Regions from separate parts of the Drosophila melanogaster genome. Here region 2 is linked to region 1. Evidence: chromatin contacts called from public ChIA-PET data. All regions are on one chromosome and are shown on one strand. The core of a region is the stretch at or near the end of the contact, and the rest is flanking DNA. Distances in the headings are between cores, read along the strand shown.

Evidence for each region. ChIA-PET counts read pairs in DNA pulled down with a chosen protein or histone mark.
Region 2: an RNA polymerase II ChIA-PET map of the Kc167 cell line shows a contact between it and region 1, with 9 times the contacts expected there. The contact joins the promoter of Itgbn here to the enhancer-like site in region 1. A contact is called at or near these places in 23 of 107 Hi-C or Micro-C datasets (the D17-c3 cell line, the Kc167 cell line, the OSC cell line and 10 more) and 2 of 6 datasets of contacts at active chromatin or transcription factors (both in the Kc167 cell line).

What each region holds. Positions count from the first base shown.
Region 1 is chr2L:20,959,340-20,962,183 of dm6, reverse strand. No RefSeq gene overlaps it. Among named protein-coding and RNA genes, the nearest start is that of lncRNA:CR44606, 13 kb to the right of the region's middle. Within about 2 kb of position 1,538, at least 19 of the 39 cell types and tissues checked have an H3K27ac peak or open chromatin away from gene starts, as enhancers often do. A contact at or near this core is called in the Kc167 cell line, the OSC cell line, the S2 cell line and 3 more, where this site is marked.
Region 2 is chr2L:21,051,780-21,054,791 of dm6, reverse strand. It overlaps Itgbn (Integrin betanu subunit), which reads right to left and starts at 1,759. Exons shown (of 6, transcript NM_078884.3): 1 at 1,571-1,759; 2 at 1,431-1,507; 3 at 1,148-1,334. The coding sequence starts at 1,658. CG42238 reads left to right here and starts at 2,628. Exons shown (of 7, transcript NM_001273724.1): 1 at 2,628-3,012.

The sequences.
Region 1 (2,844 bases), core at 289-2,788:
AGATCAAGAAAAATAAGAATCAGGAACTAGTAAAATAGTAAGGATTTTTTTTAGTCTTTATCAAAAATTTAAGAAACTAGTAAAATAGTTATCATTTTCCTATTCTTCATTCAAAATCATAGTACTATTTCATATATTAAGAAAAACCAATTTACTTTAAAACTATTACCCATATAAATGTTTCATTCGATTGTAAGCTATAAAACAAATTACATCTGGGAAAGAATTAAAAGCGGAGTCTTGCGTACATATAATAATCACAAATTTCTACCATAAGGGTATTAACTCTTTAGGAGTTGAACTTTTAAAATGCAGCTTTCGTTACCATCATTTTTTTCGATGTTCTTTTTGTTTGTTGCGCTGTAAAAATTATTATTTTTATGCTGCCTGGCTGGCTGGCTAGTCAAGTCGAGCATAGCGAGACTCTCTGCCCAGTGAAATCCCGGCGAGGAGCGGAGTGAGGTAGAGTCGAGTCGAGTCGAGTCTGTTGCCGTCTTCATGCCACTTGAATGACTCATTAAAAGTGATTTCATTTTAAAACATTTTCCTCGCTGCGGTCGCCGCTCCTGCCCCTGATCCTTCGGCTGGCGATATCCATTCCCGTTCCACTTTCTTAGTCATTGTCGTTTTCTCCCGGGCTTAGCGCCTTATCAGCTGGCTGAGCCGCCTCTCATTTCCTCCGTCTTCAAGTTGGCCGTCATTTAATTTACTTTCGAGTTTACTTTTTTAATTCGCTTAGCTACTTTGACTGTGCGTGCTGTCGTAAATCCCTGAAAGAAAAAAGGCAAAGGGAGACAAAATGGAATTGTTGGGACAGGAGTAGGACACTTGGCCAACGATAAGCGTGAGTCAGGCCAAGTTACTTTGCGTAATAAGATACGAAATTGAAATGTGCAGCGCAATATCGTCGCTTTCGTCAGCCTTCCCAGATTCCTTGCCTAATTCCCCAGATAAGCTGCATTATGCGCCACACCGGTGGCATAATATCAACATCTTCGGCGCACTCCAAGTTCCGAGCTGTCCATGTTCCACTTCCTCCTCATCGGAGCAGCATGTGTGAGTGGGCGCCACTTGAGCAGCGGCAGCATGGTGGCCTCCAGAATGGACGGATGCACGTTCTCCCCTCAGGTGTATCTCCATCAAGTTGCATCATCCGATGCATAAAAGAGATCCAGGGTTCACAATATTTAAGTAAAGCTGGATTGTTCTCAAAAATGCATAAAATCAGGGAGCAACATTTATATTGGGAATTTATATTAGTTAAAGGGTACATGTATCTCTAATTCACAGAATTCATTTAGAAGTAACCCATTTACTTTCCTAGATATAATCAATTAAATATTGATTGGAATATGGAAGAAGGGTACAGTAAATATATAAATCACATATGTATTGCTCGACAGCAAGTTAAATAGGTTCTATGCCTGGCACTACTCTATATATTCAAAGCCCACTCCAGAACGAGGGTCTGATGCCACGTTACTCGGGCCTGGGGCCACCGTACTCGTACTCCGGTGAACTCTGGTGAAGCCCCTGCGATTCGCTTTCATTAGAGTTGCAACAGCAAGTTGAGTGTGTGTTTCTAGGGTCTGGAATTGGTGGCAGCTGTGTGGGCGTTGCTGGTGGGCAATAAATTTCCATTTAGCCATGAACAACAACTAACGGCTTCTGCCGACGACCAACTCAGCACAGCTCAACTCAACTCAACTCGACCCGATATCCGCGCAGGCCGCTGGGAAAGCGGCGAATGAGCGAGCGGGCCCAATGAAGCGTCACGTGGAAATGGTTATAATTGCATCCGCGCTACGCCCCTCCGCACTTCCCCGCACCGTAGCCGTCACGCCCCCTTTGTGCACTCAAAAACGAATCTATAAAATGTGTGGCTTTAATTTACTTGCTTTTCTTTCAAAATTATCTTCACTTTTGTGAAAATTATTAAGCAAAGGAATGCTGAATGACTACACTTAAAATACCCATTACTTTGGTAAATTTTTGAGAGCTTTCCTTTCTCAAGCGACTAGAGAACGAATTTAGGAATTAGTGGCATGTATCTCACAGTGCAGCGAGTCCATCTTGCAACGCGAACTGTCGCTGGCACGGGGCAATAATTTTGACGCTTGATTGATCAAAGCAGCAGCGCAGCAGTATCTGTAGCCTCGTTCCGGACTGCTGTTGTTTTTACTGGCGAACCGGCCAAGTTACAGCACTTTTACACGCTCCTGTTTGTCCGCCGCCAGAGCTGCAGCTTTTTTATGCTCTTATGCAGCGTTCAAAATTTTTATTTTTATTATGCAGCAGTCGATCCGCCAGATACAGATGCCCTGGTCATCAACAGCCACCGGCAGCCATAACAGCTGACTGGCCGACGGACTGACTGAATGACGGACTCGCAGAGCGACAGCCCGACTTGAGTGTGCAATAAATCAAATTTTAAGTCGCCTTTGAGCAAAGTTAAATTGCAGCCGGAAGCCCTGGAGAATTAACTATCATGGCTTATCAATAGTTTAAGTCAGCCGAAAGGAAAGGCAAAGCCATAAGAAAAATTGCTAACTAAACTGTCAGATGTGAGGAGCTGTTAACATCTAAAAATGAAGTATGAACTTTTCAAGATAATTTCACCCTAACCTACCTGGGAAATAATAGTTATTTATTTTTAATTTTCATTTTTATTTCTTCTGAAAATATAAAAGCACTCGTATGCAATCAATTATTATCATATACAATATAATAGCAGTAATTCCTGGATAATTTTTTGATAATGGGACAACAGAGCATAAAAGCGAATGGGAAGCATGTGATTTACTGCCAGTGAAATCAATTAGAAAATAAATTGCACAATGTTGA
Region 2 (3,012 bases), core at 510-3,009, 92 kb before region 1:
GTTACATTTTAAAGCACTCAATTTTATGTCGGCCTTTGAGAAAAAAGTTCTGTTAATATTTAAAATAAATAAATAATTTTTCGTCAAAGATGAAAAGAAATATTGCGTGTCAACTCATTTTCTCTGTGCACTTCACTGCTGCTTTGTAACCATTGATTACCACTTGAGCCAGTTCACACCCAGGATAAATGTTTGGCTTCCTTGTAATCCTTAAGCGTGCAATTAACCGACTTCCCTATACCACTGTTTGTGCTTAATAACTGGTTTTCTTAACCTAGCTAGATTTCTACGCAAGCGATGCTAATGGTTATTAAATTGGTTAACAAGCTCTTGGAGAATCAAAATTATTGACAGACATCAAAATGCGGCTCGATGAAAACAACTTAGCACCATATCAATTGAGATAAACGCAAATGCATTATGGAGACTAAGGAATAAAAGTGCTAGTTGGGTCTGTATGCTAAAAATAACTACCCCAAAATGGGTTAACAACTAAAAATAATAAAATACAATTATAGGTTGTGGTTTTCTGTGATTTAATCTTAGAAGTTAGTGATATATGTAGAAATTAGTTGAGTATTTCCGGATCAAAGCTCCAAAATATTAATGTATGTTTTTTTTTTTTTGAAATTAATCGCGTTTTACTCATTGAAATATTATTCAACCCTCGAGAAAACTTATAAACAACAAAAGCACATTCTTGTGACTCATTTTTGCTCGCTTATTCAGCACGACAACGAATACATAATCTATTAGTTCTGGGATCACAATACTTATAAGGTAAGTATCTCAATACCTATAAAGTGGGTTTTCAATCAGACATTAGATTATAATTATTATAATGTCTTTGGGTCAGTGAACTTTCAAAAGTGTTGGACAAGGACGGCGGAAAGAAAGAGAGGGATAGGTATTCCCACGCTAAATGGTACAACAATAACAAGATGTGACAACCACCAAGGCCTGATAAGCAAAGCACGGACACAAAAACAAAATGTTTAAAAATGATGTGGAGCAAATGTGGAACAAATACGAAGTAGTGGGGAAGAATTGGAAGGGTGACACACATGAAAAAGTGTTGGTAGCCACATGATAAATCAAATTTGATAAGATAAGAAAAGCTAAATAAAACAATTATCCAAACACACACCTTTGACCAACTTAAGGTATGCCCGCTGGGGTGTGACTTGGACAGCCTGATCACTGGTTTCGTAGTCCTTTAGGGGCTTATCCTGAAGGACATCTAGGACCGGCTGGTTCTCGTATATATCCGTTTCACTGCAGTTGTAGTTAAGTAGTTGCCGGCGAGAGAGACAACGATATCCCACCTGGTATTCCTGATATGCAACCAAATAGGAAAATGATTGACTTCGCAAGGATGACAGCAGCAGTAGGAACCGTTTATGTTTTCTTGCCATCTCCCTCGTACTCACCTTGTCCGTGCACCAAGCGCATTCCAGATGAGCGGATAAACATCTTTCGCAGCTGTCTGCGTGCCTGCACTGATCATCTGCGTAAAAGAGATGGCGATAACAAATCCGTTATGTCACGTCAAAGCTGCCGGCTAACAAACCAATTGAATCTGCATCCGAATGAGAGATCTCAGCTATTAGAAAAACCAAATATATCCACAAGAACGCCCTTCCGCCCAGTGACGTCATTTTCAAAATGCGTGCAATTTTCACTACCAACGATCACATATATTTTTTTTGCTAAGGGAGCTAGCGACCGTTCGGCCTTAGAAGTCCAGCGTAACTAATATTTGTTCAGTACGAAAAACGTTGATTGCTCCGCTCGTATCTTATCAGGAGAGAGTGACAAAAAATGTGAGAAGTTATTGGGAAAATGATGTGATTAGAATAAATGGCACTCTTAAAAATAAATGAGAGTAATAAGTGATAATAAAAGAAAGCAAATTTCATTCACGTGTTGTCTAACTCACTACATTTTAAGACATAAAAAATGCACTGCTATCGTTCTTATGTTTTGTTTAAATAAATATTAGTGTTTGGAAAGTATATACATAATATATGTATATTTATTTGGAGATCCATTTCTTTATTTATTTAGATATCATATTTAGTCACAATCAAAACCTTAAAGTATACTTTTATGTCTAGTTGTTTTAAAAATTCCATCCCATTAGAAATATATTATAGACCAGCTCCCATTTAATGGTAGAGAAGGGGTTACATATTTGTACTTTAAATATGTGGAGCCACAAGTTTTGTAGCCGTCAGAGCTTGTAAGGGACCGAAAATACTAAAATAAACCAAGACGAATTCATATGAAAGAGTCTAAAGCAAACAACAACAAACCAACAGCTACACATAAGCAAAACTATACAAATTTAATAAAAAAAATTTTGTTCATTTAGTGCAAGTCTTCTCTTAGAAAAATTTGTATTAAATAACACAATGAATAGGACTATCGGTTGGCATAATGTTAGTCTTGTGTTTTTCAGATTGCTTTTATGATTTTAAACGTAAAATAGAATTTAAATTATTTAATATATAAGTCAGAATAACGATTTTATTAGGAAATTACTGGTCACACTGTTAGGCTCAATTTGTCAAAACTGGTCTTAAGTTAGTGCTCTCTTACTCTCTTCGGGCGGTATAATTCTCCAGCCGAGCCATGGTCTTACTATCCTGTGACCAACCCCGCGGAGAAAAAACATTTTTACCATTATGTTGTTGTCCTCTTCTTTCATTTTATGAAATGGCTGTGTGAACAAGAGATGGATGGCGCAGTAGTGTGACCAAAATCGTGGGTAAAAAGACGCAGCAAAATACTGAAACACTCATGAAACGGCCAGTCGGCGAAAAATTTTCAAATCGCGGGGTCGTACAGCGGACGATTTTCAATCGGAACGGTTCAGCTTTGGAGCGGAGCGCGGAGTTTCGCATTTTTTGTGTTTGTAGCGGAAAATCGGATGAAAAACTCCAAATGTTTACCAAATGAGCGGCGACAAATACGCGACCAATTGACGAGATCGTGTGTGTTTTTCTCAAT